Linked DNA regions of Zea mays: region 1 is linked to region 2. Evidence: chromatin contacts called from public Hi-C data. All regions are on one chromosome and are shown on one strand. Each heading gives the region's core, a stretch centred on a gene start, on an enhancer-like site or on the middle of the called end of the contact. The rest is flanking DNA. Distances are from core to core; before and after follow the strand shown. Region 1 holds the start of LOC100193782 (putative RING zinc finger domain superfamily protein). Region 2 has its middle 27 kb from the start of LOC112694743.

Evidence for each region. A called contact is a pair of places that touch in the nucleus more often than the background predicts.
Region 1: a Hi-C map of leaf shows a contact between it and region 2, with 4 times the contacts expected there. The contact joins the promoter of LOC100193782 here to the enhancer-like site in region 2. A contact is called at or near these places in 4 of 25 Hi-C or Micro-C datasets (ear, leaf and tassel).

The regions. Positions count from the first base shown.
Region 1 is chr1:131,167,503-131,174,496 of Zm-B73-REFERENCE-NAM-5.0, reverse strand. LOC100193782 (putative RING zinc finger domain superfamily protein) reads left to right here and starts at 1,686. Exons shown (of 9, transcript NM_001138868.1): 1 at 1,686-1,814; 2 at 2,156-2,236; 3 at 3,126-3,243; 4 at 3,337-3,431; 5 at 3,525-3,596; 6 at 4,075-4,392; 7 at 4,501-4,609. The coding sequence starts at 1,791.
Region 2 is chr1:130,795,230-130,802,409 of Zm-B73-REFERENCE-NAM-5.0, reverse strand. No RefSeq gene overlaps it. Among protein-coding and RNA genes, the nearest start is that of LOC112694743, 27 kb to the left of the region's middle. Within about 2 kb of position 3,714, at least 18 of the 20 cell types and tissues checked have an H3K27ac peak or open chromatin away from gene starts, as enhancers often do. A contact at or near this core is called in ear, leaf and tassel, where this site is marked.

The DNA of each region.
Region 1 (6,994 bases), core at 437-2,936, 370 kb before region 2:
GGTTGTATCTATACCGAATCCTCAAGAAGACATCATATGAACTCCTAACCGGTAAAAAGCCCACTGTTTCATATTTTAGAGTCTTTGGTAGCAAATGCTTTATTCTTGTTAAAAGAGGTAGAAAATCTAAATTTGCTCCTAAGGCTGTAGAAGGCTTTTTACTAGGATATGATTCAAACACAAGGGCATATAGAGTCTTTAACAAGTCCTCCGGACTAGTTGAAGTTTCTTGTGACATTGTGTTTGATGAGACTAACGTCTCTCAAATAGAGCAAGTTGATCTTGATGAGATAGGTGATTAAGAGGCTCCGTGCGTCGCGCTAAGGAACATGTCCATTGGTGATGTGTGTCCTAAGGAATCCGAAGAGCCACCACATGCACAAGATCAACCGTCTTCCTCCACACAAGCATCTCCACCAACCCAAGATGAGGATGGAGCTCAAAATGATGAAGGAGAAAATCAAGATGTTGAGCCACATCAAGAGGAGAGCAATGATCAAGGGGGAGATGCCCATAATCAAGATGAGGAAGATGAACAAGTTCCAAGGCCGCCACACCCAAGAGTCCACCAAGCAATTCAACGAGATCACCCCGTGAACTCCATCCCCGGCGATATTCAAAAGGGGGTAACTACTCGATCATGTGTTGCTCATTTTTGTGAACATTACTCTTTTGTTTCCTCTATTGAGCCACACATGGTAGAGGAAGCACTACAAGATTCGGATTGGGTGGTGGCGATGCAAGAGGAGCTCAACAACTTCACTAGGAATGGGGTATGACATTTAGTTCCATGTCCTAACCAAAATGTTGTAGGAACCAAGTGGGTCTTCCGCAACAAGCAAGATGAGCATGGTGTGGTGACAAGAAACAAAGCCCGACTTGTGGCCAAGGGATAATCACAAGTCGAAGGTTTGGATTTCGGTGAAATCTATGCACCCGTAGCTAGGCTTGAATCAATTCGCATATTACTTGCCTATGCTACTTACCATGGCTTTAAGCTTTACCAAATGGACGTGAAAAGTGCCTTCCTCAATGGACCAATCAAAGAAGAGGTCTATGTTGAGCAACCTCTCGGCTTTGAAGATAGTGGGTATCCTAATCACGTGTATAAACTCTCTAAGGCGCTGTTTTCGAAATAAGGCCCAATTTATTTATCTTCCTAAACTTTAGTCCCTATCACAAAGATATTTAGACGCTAGTTAGATGTATTAAATATAATCTAATTATAAGATTAATCACACAGATGTGAACTAAACAATAAGACGAATCTACCATACCTAATTAATTCATGATTCAATAATGTGATGTTACAATACACATTTGCTAATAATGCAGTAATTAGGTTTAATTAAATTTATTCAATAATGTGATGTTACAATACACATTTGCTAATAATGCAGTAATTAGGTTTAATTAAATTTATCTCATAATTAATTTTATAATTAAATTATATTTAATACTCGTGATAACCATTCAAATATTCAATATAGTACTAAACTTTAATCGCTCGACCCAAACATCCTCTAAAAGCTATTTCGGAAACACCATTTTACTAAGGGATTCTAATTTTCTAAAGAGAAAATAAATTAATTTCAGAAAAATGAAAATCACTTAAAAAATAAGATTACCAAACTAGCTCTAAATTGTGAAAAACGGGAGTGGCCCGACCGTTTTCATTGCTCACACTGCTGTCTCCGTTCCATCCCCTACGAGATCTGCCCCCTCGCCCTCGCCCTGCTCCAATCCCCATCTCCTTGCGGCCCGATCCACCCTGCTCCAATCCCCCGGCGATGGTCGTGTGCAAATGCCGAAAGGTAACACATTCGCTCTCCGCCGATCTGCCGATCCCAGCCCCGTACCCCACGGTTTCTCTCGTTGTGTTTGTATTGGTCAGCCGGCAGGACACGGGCTGATTCGGGATCTGGGGGTGCAAGGTGAGTGGGTCGGCGGCGGCACGAAAAGCTCCAGTTTGGGGCCTGTATGTGTTCACCGCGGGCGTCGAGGTTTGCTGGCTCGAGGCATTTCGTCGACCCCCCGCCACCGTGTTATTGTAGTCGAACTGTTGGTTGTGTTCTACGATTTGGAGTGCGTTGGTTGACGCCTTTAGTGGCTTCTGCTGCAATTTTGAGCTGATGGGTTTGCGTGCTTGTTTCAGGCGACGAGGGTTTACTGCTTCGTCCATCAGGTCCCCGTCTGTGGCGTGTGCATATGCTTCCCGGAACATCAGCTATGTGTGGTGAGTGGACTTCCCAACTTTTCAATCATTGCCTGTGCTGCAAACAAAGGGCATCTAGAGTGGAAACCGGTTCACTCAGAAAAGCAATTGAACTACTGCTATGGTGTCTAGAATTGGCACTTCTTAATATGCTGTTATCTGGATCTAGTCCTCTGCAACTTTGTCCATCTCATCCACCTTACTTTACATTGGTTTTGTCCACAAGTGACAATGAGCTTGTTGGTCTATTGTCCATAGGAATGAACATGCTTTACTTATGTTATGAAACTTAAAAGGAACACAGTCTAGCTGTTACTTCTTTACAGTCTGAGGAGAACAGAATAATCTGGGTTCCATGGCAAGAAGCTAGTCGCGAAAGGTTTTTGTTTTGCTGGTGCCTATGCTGGAATATCAGCTTCTCCTTTGGATGCATATTGTATTATGCCAAAAGTCCTTTCAAGAACTATTCTGCTGTTCCGTCTGCTAGCTTTGAATTAAAGCCAGCTGATCCATAAAGACAAAACACTGTATAAGCAGTAGAAGCCGATACAGATTAAAGCCAAGCGAACAGGCCTTGGTTTTGAGGATCTGCTCCCTAAATCCTTGCATTATCTTTTGTATTTAGCTTGACCTATTATGTTGCCTGATTCTATTCATTCGGTAGTTTCTGTGTCCATCAGGTAAGAAGATCGGCATGTGCTTGCATTTTACCTTGGGTTCTGATTGTATTACATTTCAACTTTGATGGGTGCATCACACTATGCGCTCCTATTTGTTTTGTGCCACCAGAAATTTCAGAATTTAATGTAATGGAACTAGTAACATCTATCTGCATATTAGTGTATTTGCAAATCTGTTAGGAAAGGTACTTTTTCCTAGAAATTAACATCTGTCAATTCATATTCTGTAGGTGAAGAACTATGCTGAATGGGTTGTTAATTCTGAGTATGACTGGCCACAACACTGTTCGTCTTGCAATTCTGTTCTCGAAGGTGGAACTGAAGAAACAACACGATTGGGTTGCTTGCGTATGTGATGTCAATAGAATGCTTGAAGTCACTAATTTTATAATCCCATCTTTATTTAGCATAACTGGTAATTATTTTTTCGGCATCCTATAGATGTGGTACACACCAAATGCTTGATATCACATATCCAAAGTTTTCCTACCCAAACAGCACCAGATGGATACGTCTGCCCCTCCTGTTCTGCACCCGTAAGTTGAACCCAGTCTCCGTCTACATGCAAGTATTGGCTTCATGGATCTCACAATTCTTTGATTTTTTAACTATATTAATTTTTCTAACAGATATGGCCACCTTCTAGCATTAAAGATACAGGTTCGCGCCTTCACACTGAACTGAAAGAAGCGATAGTCCAGGTTAGATCCTTAAAATCTGTTTATTATTTCTCAGTAAACCATTGATTTTGTCCATGTATATGTTATTTGTCACAATATTTACGTCACTTCATGTCCAAGTGATAATATCTGCAAGTTAATAGTCCCTCCATTCGAAATTGTAAGTCATTTTGACATTTGTAGCACCCAGATATATGTATTTTTGGGTAACATAGTAAAAAACTATGTATCTAGATAGAAAAGCTAGAACAACTTGCAATATAGAACAGAGGGAGGACTAACTTGGTCAATTGTGTACATTATTTAAGTACTGCAATGTAATTAATCTCTTCTCTGCTATTAGGGATACATTTCATACATTTCTTGTTTCATTCCAAGTTCTGGTGCTGCTCAATTTCCATTTGTTTACTGCAAGACTTTAATGTATCTTTGTTGCAAGTTTTTTTTTCTGTTCTGGCACTTAGACTGATAAGGCTTGCATTTCTCTGGCATGTTGCAGACTGGAATGGAGAAAAATGTATTTGGAAATCATTATGTGACAATAGCTAAAGCTGATACTCAGACACCTCCTGCTTTTGCATCAGATCCTCTCAAAACTTTATCCAATCGTGATGATAGAGAATTTAATAGTGCAAATGCAGCTAAAGATGCTGCTTTGCCATCAACATTACATTCTGGGATGTACTCTTCTGCTGTAGGATCTGAGACAACTATTCATGTTGATCCAGAAATTGTTGAAATAGAGGGTTCTAGTCCTGTATCGACCCAATTTTCAGTGCAGGACTCCAACTTCATCAGGAGTCCAAGCCCACATGGGGTAAGTCCTGAAAAATCCCTGTATTGTTCTGTTCTTTGTTACTATATGTTTTCTTCTTTTGAGATTTGCTTATTCAGAGCACAGCGATCCTATTTCTTCTTCGTGTAGCCTGGTGCTATGACAAGAAAAGGCGCTAATACTGTTGATAGACAAAATTCTGAGATTTCTTATTATGCTGATGATGAAGATGGAAATAGGAAAAAGTATACTAAAAGGGGTAAGCATGCAATTGGCAGGATTTTTTCCTATTTTCTCAGTTCTTTATTGTGTTAAAATTCTTTTTGTACTACAATTTGGTCACATGATTTGAACTAAAAGGAATATGGTGTTTCTGCCCTACTATACGATGCAATGTTGATTTTAACTTACTTTTAAACTTTGTGTGATTTTGAATTGAATTGTCCATTTGGGGGGGATTAAATGGTAATAAAATAGGAAAAAGAAAACATGTCCACACAAGGACAAACATAACCCACAATTTATCAGTTTTTCTCGCTAGCATCACCCATCCGGCTGTTCGCCTTTGATGGTCTCCAATCCAAATTAATCCTCTACTCTAATTATGGGGCAATGGTGGTGGAGCGTGGCCAGTGGGGCCTGCAGGTCAGCAAGCTTGCGGTGTGGCCAGTTGGGAAACCTCCTGCCGGTGGTCGGCGCACGCAGGGAGCCCCCACACCCTTAAGGTTGGGAGCTTATGACGCATGCTGAAGACAGCTTTGGGCCGTGCAGCAGGTGGCTTTTGGGTGGACCATGCCGCCGGGTGACCACCATGCTCGAGTGGGTGGGTGGCCACTGAGCTCGCGTGGGAGGCCAGGAGGACACAGGGCCGCGTGTTCCTTGGCAGCCTTGCGGACGACTTGTTGGAGGGTGGCATGGCAGTGGCTTGTGACCACGAAGTCTGGTCGTCGTGGGGTGCTTTGCTGTGGTCACGGGTTGCGAGGCTTGGTGCGGTGGAGGTGGCGTGGAGTCCAGTGGCCGCCGCTCACGATGCCATCTTCTACCAGTCCAGCTTCATCATTGCTCTGGCCAAGGTGTGGGGTTTGGTGGTGGTTTGTGGGCTACACGCGGATGAGCTAGTGTTGCCTTCCCAACCTAGCTGGCCATCACTCGCTGCCAAGACAAGTGGCCTGGGAGGCCGTGACGACTCCTGCAATCTGCCATCCTCCCGCTATGCCCATATTGCCTGTGACTGTAACAATTGCAAAGAGGAGGATGCGGACTGCTAGCTGGTAGCCTGGTAGCAGTCGAGCTCAAGATTGAAGGTCGAACACAGCATGTGGACTCTCAAGGCGAAGTAGCCTGCCTAGTCCTGGTGCATCTTTGTTATGATTTGATAGTTTGATGCATAAAAGATTGAATTTATGTAACTTGTGGAAAACTGGCACGACTATTGGCAGTTATTGAATATTTTGCTAGCAGGGGAATATCCTGTTAACAAACGATTATCAGACTTTGATAATTAGATGTAACATCACAAAGACTAATAAAATTACGGCTCAATTGCATTTGGTGAACTTGTATTTTTTCCCATAAGTTAACACCGTTAAGATGCCTGAATTCACGGAATAAGGGCAAGCTTATACTTCAGTTTGAAATCGTAGGGGTAAAATCACAGTTTAAAAAACGAGGGCAACATCATTTCCCTTCAAAATGAGGACATGGACGCCAACGCCCTGAACTAAACTATTACTTCCAATACTACTGTTCCACAAGTTGGCTACCATGCACTATCATATTAGCTATCACCAAGTTCTTAAGTTTGGTGATACTTTCAGACCCTGTTTGGTATATAGTGTTTACCCAGATTCTGGTGGAATTAAAAATTTTCTTGTCAAATTTCTGAGTTCCAAAAATGGCTTTATTTTTTACTTGTTATGTACACTTTAACATGTCATCTTTCTATTGTAAGCGTGTGTGGCCTCAATTGACTGGAACTTACATTTATTGGCCCCAATAGGGATGTCTTGTTTCACGAATTGTGCTGGAACCCAACTGTTTCCCGTGAACTTTTGTTGCAGATGATTTTATTTTTAATTTTTTGACTGGTTATGTTCGCTGCAGGTTTTGACATGTGATTACTGAATTAGATATCTCCTAATGAAATGTGGTTTATTGACCAGCACATTTTTTGTTTGCCTACTGGTGCTGGTCCCAAAATATGCAATAATAATTAGCTTCAGAGAACTCTTCGCTTCTGTTTGAAATTCTTGAGTTAATCTCAGGGTTATTGATGGGTCAACCAAGTTGTCCCACAGCCAATTTAAAACTTGCATAGACATAACCACTGACATTTGCAGCACCATAGCTGTGACTTGAGTAGCATTGCCAAAAATACCTCTAATGATTGAGTCTATTTGTATAAACTTGTCTGGAGGATATTTATGATTGATTAAAACATGTTTCTATGGTTGAAATCTACTGAATTTGGAACTTTGGTTCAGCCGACACTTGAGCATTTCTTTGTTCTTGTTCCTGCAATAAACAAATATTAAAAAAAATCTGAACTTGCTTGAAACTATGCATCTCACAGATATATGTTAAAGCTGGATATATGACGACATCAATAATGCGATAGTCAAATAACATTGTTTTCTTACCTAGC
Region 2 (7,180 bases), core at 2,465-4,964:
AATAAGCCGAGTTCAAGCTTCGGGTGTCCTACATTGTCTGCCATCTCTCGGCAGACATGAATCTTCTTATTGTCTGGCAGACAACAAAGGAAGTAATCTTCGTCATTGACACTATACACCAAGGACCCTCGAGGGTACTTCAGATCCCTGACATAATGCTACGCTTCGGCAATTTGCTCCTTCGATAATTTTTTCCCTGAAGCATGTCGCACTATGAATTCCAATTCCTCGGTATGCGCTCCGAGGGCAGGAGATTCAGATTCTTCAGCAACACCTTCTTTTTCCAACATCAATGGTGCTCCGGCAGCCTCCGAAAGTCTTGTTTCAGTACCTTCTTCAGTAGCCTCCAAAGATCTTGCTTCAGCAGGGACTGACGGTTCAGCTTCAACAGTAGCCTGCGCCATGCTAGCTTCGCTAGATTTCTTTAGGGCTTCACCCTCTGCATCAGGTGCTGAGGCAGGAGTCGACAGCTTTACAGATTCGATAACAGCGTCTAGTACGCTGGCCATCCTCCTCCTCTTCGGAGTTATTGCAGCAATCTTTGATACCTTCGGTAGCTCCGTCTCATGCAACAGACTCAAAGCCTTCGATTGCTCTACCGATTTCCTTAGTCCTAGCTCTTCGGCCGGTTCTGATCTGGTTTCGACGGGTGTAGAGTGGCCGGGCTCACGTGCAGAAGTAGACTCCTCAATAGGCTTCGGCACTTCGGTCGTTTCAGCGCGCTTGGGGCAATGTGTTAAAACCTTAACTTTTTTCGGCTTCAGCATATTAGAGATCGCTGAAGTGGCAGCTTTTCTTTTCTTTCCTTGCTTTCGCGAAGGATAACAGTAATCTAGGTATACGAACCCGATGACATCAAAAACCCTATTCAGCCTCTTTTTGCCTCGACCCCCGAAGGCCGCTGTCATAGCATCATCTTCGGCCCTTGAATAAGCACCAAGCAATTCATCACTGGTTGCTTCAATGGCATCTAGCCTATCGTCGTTTGGCTCATCAAATTGGTTCATGTATTTGAACGTATACTTCAAGTAAATTAAGCCACCTTGGCTAGACCGAGCAGCAGCCTCCTTCAGCATCTCCCACCCACTTCTGAGTGGCCACACTTTGTAAGCAATGTGTTATTGAACTAAGTCCATGGAACCTATGTAAGTGCATAGTGTGTTAAAATCAGCTTGGCATGCTTGTATGTCATTCCCAAGGGCAAGGGATGGCCTCCTAATGCCGAAGTGAGACCATAAAGCACGTTGGATAACCCCCTTGATGTCTTCCCTTTCAACCAGATCATTTTTCACATAGAACCACTCCTGCATCCAGGCCCCCGGTCATCTCTTGCGAAATGTTGGAACTAGGTTGCTCACCTCAGAGCAGGTTACGAAGTTGTAGCAACCGAAGTTGTTATGATATTGCTCTTTTTCGGTGGCCTTCATCTCATAAGACAATTCATGCATGTTGCAGAAGCATTTTGCATTTGGTTCTAACCCTTGGCTCCTCATGGCCCAAATAAAGAACCCCATCTTGATGATAGCTTCGGGAGTAAGCTGATGAAGATAAATTTCGAAAGTTTTCAGGACTTCGACCAACATCTTATCCAGAGGGAACCGAAGCCCTGCTTTCATGAAGCTTCTATAAACGACCACCTCGTCAGCTTCGGGCAGAGGGACATAATTCTCCCCTCCAGCCCTCACAATAGAAATGTCACAGAAGTACCTTCCCTCATTGCATCAATTTGTCCTTGTTCGATGGTTGATTTCTTGAAGACAACATGGCTTGGTCTCCAATACCGATCTTCGGCACCCTCATTCGCACTTTGTACACCAAAGTCTTCACTATCACTGGAACCCTTAGATATCCCAGCTAGTGTCTCATGTGCAATCTTTTCTGCATTGGTTCTTTCCATAGCTTCGTAAAACTTGGACATCACTGGGTCGATAGTCTTCTTCTCGCCAGCCATCAAATCAAAGCTTGTTGAAATGCCGAAGCTTAAAATCCGATCAAAACTCGACAAAGCAAGAAAGTTTAAAATGGCGAGCACAGTGTAAGCATTAAAATGGCACAAGAAATGCTTTCAATACGACCTCCTATTTATATGCCTAGCGCCCCACGATTTGGTGGGTCCGGCATGTCAGTGTCGTTCGCTATTCTAGCGAAGGGAAGGTGTTTTTTCAGACCTTCGGCTAAAGGCATGCGTTCACGTCGCAGTCTAAATTTGTTACAAAGAAACAAGTTAATACTGCGAGGGGCTACTGTTGGAGGTCTTCCTCTTCCAAAGGTCCTAAAAAACGTGACTAACCATATGTTTTTAGCATGATTATGAATAGTTACAAGAAGCTTCGACTTTGGGATGGAGGACTTCTCTTATGACAGAACGAAGGGAAATAAAGAATGGACGACGAAGCTGGAAGCCAATGGACTTCGGCTGGACATGTTGACGAAGCTCATGTATGATGATGACTGAAAGAGGATAAAGACCATACAGTCCTTAACAATTCATGTTAAGATTATAGATAGTTTCTAGGGACATAAATGTACTTTTATCTGGGCTGCGTCCCGTGCCTATAAATAGATGAACAGTAACATCGTATTGCTCACGCTGGATTATAACCACTCTCGCGTCATTCTCGCACCCTCACCTTCCGCCAAGCCGAAGGTACCAATGTAACATGAATATTATTGATGTTTATTCATGTTTATGGAATACAAAAATAAATATATTATTGATAAATAATTGTTATTATATGTATTCCTTTACTTTCTTATTTATATTTATATGATGAAATGATGAAGGATGTTCGTCATGACCTTCGTGTGAAGATCGTTATATCCGAGAGGAAATAATGCTTCGAAGGACGAAGGTCTTTAACCATTAACAATTGTGTTGCCTTGTTCTTGATTTATAGCATTTGAGAACAAGTGACCAACAACATTATTAGGTAAAAAGGAGTGATTAAGGGCACAACTTGCCTTAGACTCAAGATCTCTAGGTACTTCACCAAGTTGGTCTTCAGATATCTCGTGACCTCACTCCTATGCGTAGCATACATACAAATAGACAAGGAGTACATAAAAATAAAATTACACCAAACATGAGAACAAACAGCGTGAGAATATTCTACGTGCGGCTACGAGAACGTATGTTCTAAAACGACTAAATTTGGAGTTATGGTAAAAAAGTATAGTTTTTGGAAGTTCTATGTGGTTAAGTACGAAACTATATTCTATATTGGTTATAATTCATGTAATAAAGATATTCTAAAGAAATAAGTCATTTTAACTTTAATCTAAGTTATAACTTTAATCTACAGATCACCTTTCTTGTCAAATAATAATTATAGACATATTATCTTTGATTAGTAAGATAATCTATTAAACACCAGTTAAATATATATCTATTGATAAAGGTTCATGATATGTTACGAATAGTGTTGTTATTGTGTAGTCAATTTTATTACGAAGCTAGCGCGATTTAGGTGGATCAAATCGGAGCTAAAATGCATAAGTTATGAATTAAATAAGCTTATGGAATCTTTTCCATATTAAAATTGTATTTCTATATTTATTTCGTATTTTTAGGTAGCTTGTGGATGGCCGGTGCTATTCCTAGGAAGTCTAGGGTCTGAATTCTAAAATTCAGGAATGTTTTGCGATAATTCGTATATGTGTAAGGACTGCGGGTTGATTTTGTAAAAGCCGAGGTGCTCATATGGAAGACTACCGTGCTGCTATGTCCGTGAAGCGCTCTGGTTCACCAGATCGCGATCCAAGGGCTGACAATAGAGTCCGAATCGGCATGCAATCTCAATCACCAGATCCAAGGGTATGATAGATGTGATATCATGCGCTCATCTGGGTTTCAACTGCCCACACTTTTATTAAACCTGATCTAATCGACTCCATTGATTCGTTCATCAACGACCCTAGGACGTAGGACATCTTCTTTCTCAAAGGACAACGCTGGGTGGCGCCCGTAGCTCCACCGCGACGGATTCAACGGTGTGATCCCGCCACCGCGCTCCACTACCCCATTTCCTCTCGAGGTCGGTGCAACGCAAGGCAGGAATCCAAGCAGTCTGGATCGATGTGGCTTACCAGTGGGTGAAGTTGGGGTGGCCCTCAGCCACGGTGCGGTGCGATCCACGACGGCGCCAATTGCTCCATCGAGCAATTGCTCTAGCTCCGACCACCCATCCTGCTTGCCACCGTGACACACGTGATCCTCGACATATGGCGCTTCACCATGATCAATCCTAGAGCCCTACATAGTGGTTTAGACAGAAGTCGCCAATGGCAGACACTGCCCTCCCCTGCACCCCATCGATGGTTCGACGGTGGGCTTAATCAGCGGCTTTGACGTGCATCGGAAGGATGGACGAGGGGAGGGAGCAGTTTTAAACCTCAGGCCAAAGGAGGTTGGGCGCGAGCTCGTCGGATCGAGAGGAGTGGATCTGCCCGGGATCAGCGCATTTCGGTTGCAATGAACCTACAATGGTGGTGCTGGTGCATGAGTTGGTCGAGGAGGAGCCCGTGGCATGGTATTTATTCACCGGGCAGGAGTTCGAGGTTGCCCCGATTAGTCGTTTTGACAAACGCGACAAGTTACACACGTTCGGTTAGGAGGTTGACGGAGGGGACGAATCTGACTCCGAGGTCCCACACGGCTGTGGAGTAAAGACCGCACATGTGCGCGATGGAGTCCCAGGTCAACGAGTCCCGTGGAGCAGCGCTTTGTGGGAGATAGGCTGGCTCGGGTGGGCTGGCTGGGGGAGGAAAGCCGAGGCTGGGCCGAGCCAGAGGAGGAACCAGCCCAAGTCGAGTAGAGGTGTTTTTTTAAAATTATGTTTCCATTTTCCTTTCTATTCCTTTACTGGTTCAATTTTAAATCATGAATTCAAATCAATTTTGGGTTTCAAATATTATCTCAAATGTAAAATCATGTAAACCCAGCATGTATGCAAAGTAACATTTTATTTGAGTTTATTTATTTAGGAAAATGTTCAAAATATGTCATGAAAACATTTTATTAATATAATTCCTAATGTAAAATCTCTATTAAGGAATAGTTTAAATTATTTATTTTTAAGGGTATGTTTAAATATATTAATCAACAAAAGATATACAAGGTCCTTTCTTAACCTTTTGTTATGAAACATAATTATTTTAGGAGATGTAGATTTTAAAAGTAAGAGACTTTTAATTAAAAGGTATTCTAATTTGAACACCTTTGGAGAGTTTTACTAAATTCTCAAAGTAAGATTTTGAGGTGCTACAATATCCCTATTTATATATAAATTCTCCTTCATGTTGTATATTATTTCCCTTTTTCCTCTGTTTTCTTTCTATGTTATTTTCATTTTTAAATCCTAATTTCAATTTGGTGTTAATCCAAATTTGAACATTATTCTATTTTTATTACTATTATTATCATTATTATTATTTTTAAATGCACAAACAAATAAACTCCAGCATGATGTAGGGGTTATTTATGTTTTGTTAGAGAATTATTCACTTTAAATCTGTTCCTTAATAATTCTCATGAATAGAAGGTAGTACACATAATGATTTATCCCTCTCTTTTATATTCCACAAGTTGGGGTATTACAATCTCCTTCCTCCGACCGTGCACCGTCGAATCAGGCCTGTTCATCCAGCTAATAGACTGGAATTGCTTGACGGAGTTGTGCCGCCGTCGATTTTCGCTTATCTCTGTAAACTGGAATCTGTAGTTGTCCGCTCGCGTGTTAAAAGGTCCACTCGATTTGCCATACACCGAGCTATGTTTGGGATCTGTCAAGATCCGACGTGGTCGCGTTTTTGGCTGAACCACCGGTCTCCAGCGAGGTTCGCCATCGTGGGACGCTGTGCCATCGGGTTTGGCTTTGGGCTGGGGAAGACAGTAGATCAGTCGTTAATCCGCGGAGGAACGGTCCTGATCTGGCAAGGAATACCCCTTCGCTGCCGGGGAATCCTGGCGTCGATCGGGTAATGAACGATGTAGAGTAGATCACATTTCATTAAACGTGGACCGTTGATCGTTGATCCAATGGCCGCGACTGCGTACCGGTTCACTTCACCCAGAATCTAATCTGAGCCGACCGGCTGTGATCGGACGGCTCAAAACTATCGATACCCTTTCGGCCTGGAAAACTTGTAGAAGAGCCCCTCTGTTTTATTAATATTAACCTGCCATCCATGTTTATGCAAAACCATCACAAAGAACCCCGAAGAAATAAACCTATTCAATGATGCCAGCCTGCTTGTCAATCTTTGAGCACCTTTTCTTGACTTTGGTGATTCCATCCGAAGTATAGCTTCTATTTTCTTTGGGTTAGCTTCAATCCCCTTTGTTGATACTAGACATCCAAGGAATTTTCCTTTCTTTGGCTCAGAAGCTTTGAAAGATGTCAGATGACAAAGCCGAAGGTGCAAGAAACAAAGTTAAAAGACTCCTTAGTGCTGGGGAGATCAGAGAGGTGACATACCCAGAATGGCTAGCCGACACTGTGATGGCGAAGAAGGACAATGGAAAGCGGAGAATGTGCATCGACTTCATAGATCTCAACAAGGCATGTCCAAAGGATGAATTTCCTTTGCCAAGAATGGACTCCCTCAAAGATGCGGCAGCCACTTTGGAGCTTATGAGTCTGCTGGGGTGTTACTCAGGCTATCATCAGATTTGGATGAAGAAAGAAGATGAGCCCAAAACAAGCTTCATAACCCCTAGTGGAATTTATTGCTATCTTTGGATGTCTGAGGGGCTCAAGAATGCTGGAGGATGCTTCAGCAGGATGACTTCCAAAGTTCTCTGCACTCAATTTGGCAGGAATGTTTTGACATATGTCGATGATATCATAGTCAAAAGTACGAAGCAAGAAAATCACATTGCTGATTTGCATGAAACATTTGCCAATTTTAAAAAGGTTGGCCTCATGTTAAACCCAGAAAAATGTGTCTTCGGGGTAAAGAAAGGAAAATTCCTTGGATGTCTAGTATCAACAAAGGGGATTGAAGCTAACCCAAACAAAATAGAAGCTATACTTCGGATGGAACTGTGGCGGAACCGCCCGAATTATTCCACCTTAAGTGCCCAAGTCGCGCCTTAGAGGCAGCAACACACTTAAATTGGAATAACTCGTTAGTCCCTCAGATCTAGTCTGATGAAGCTACTTCCCCGGGATCAAATACC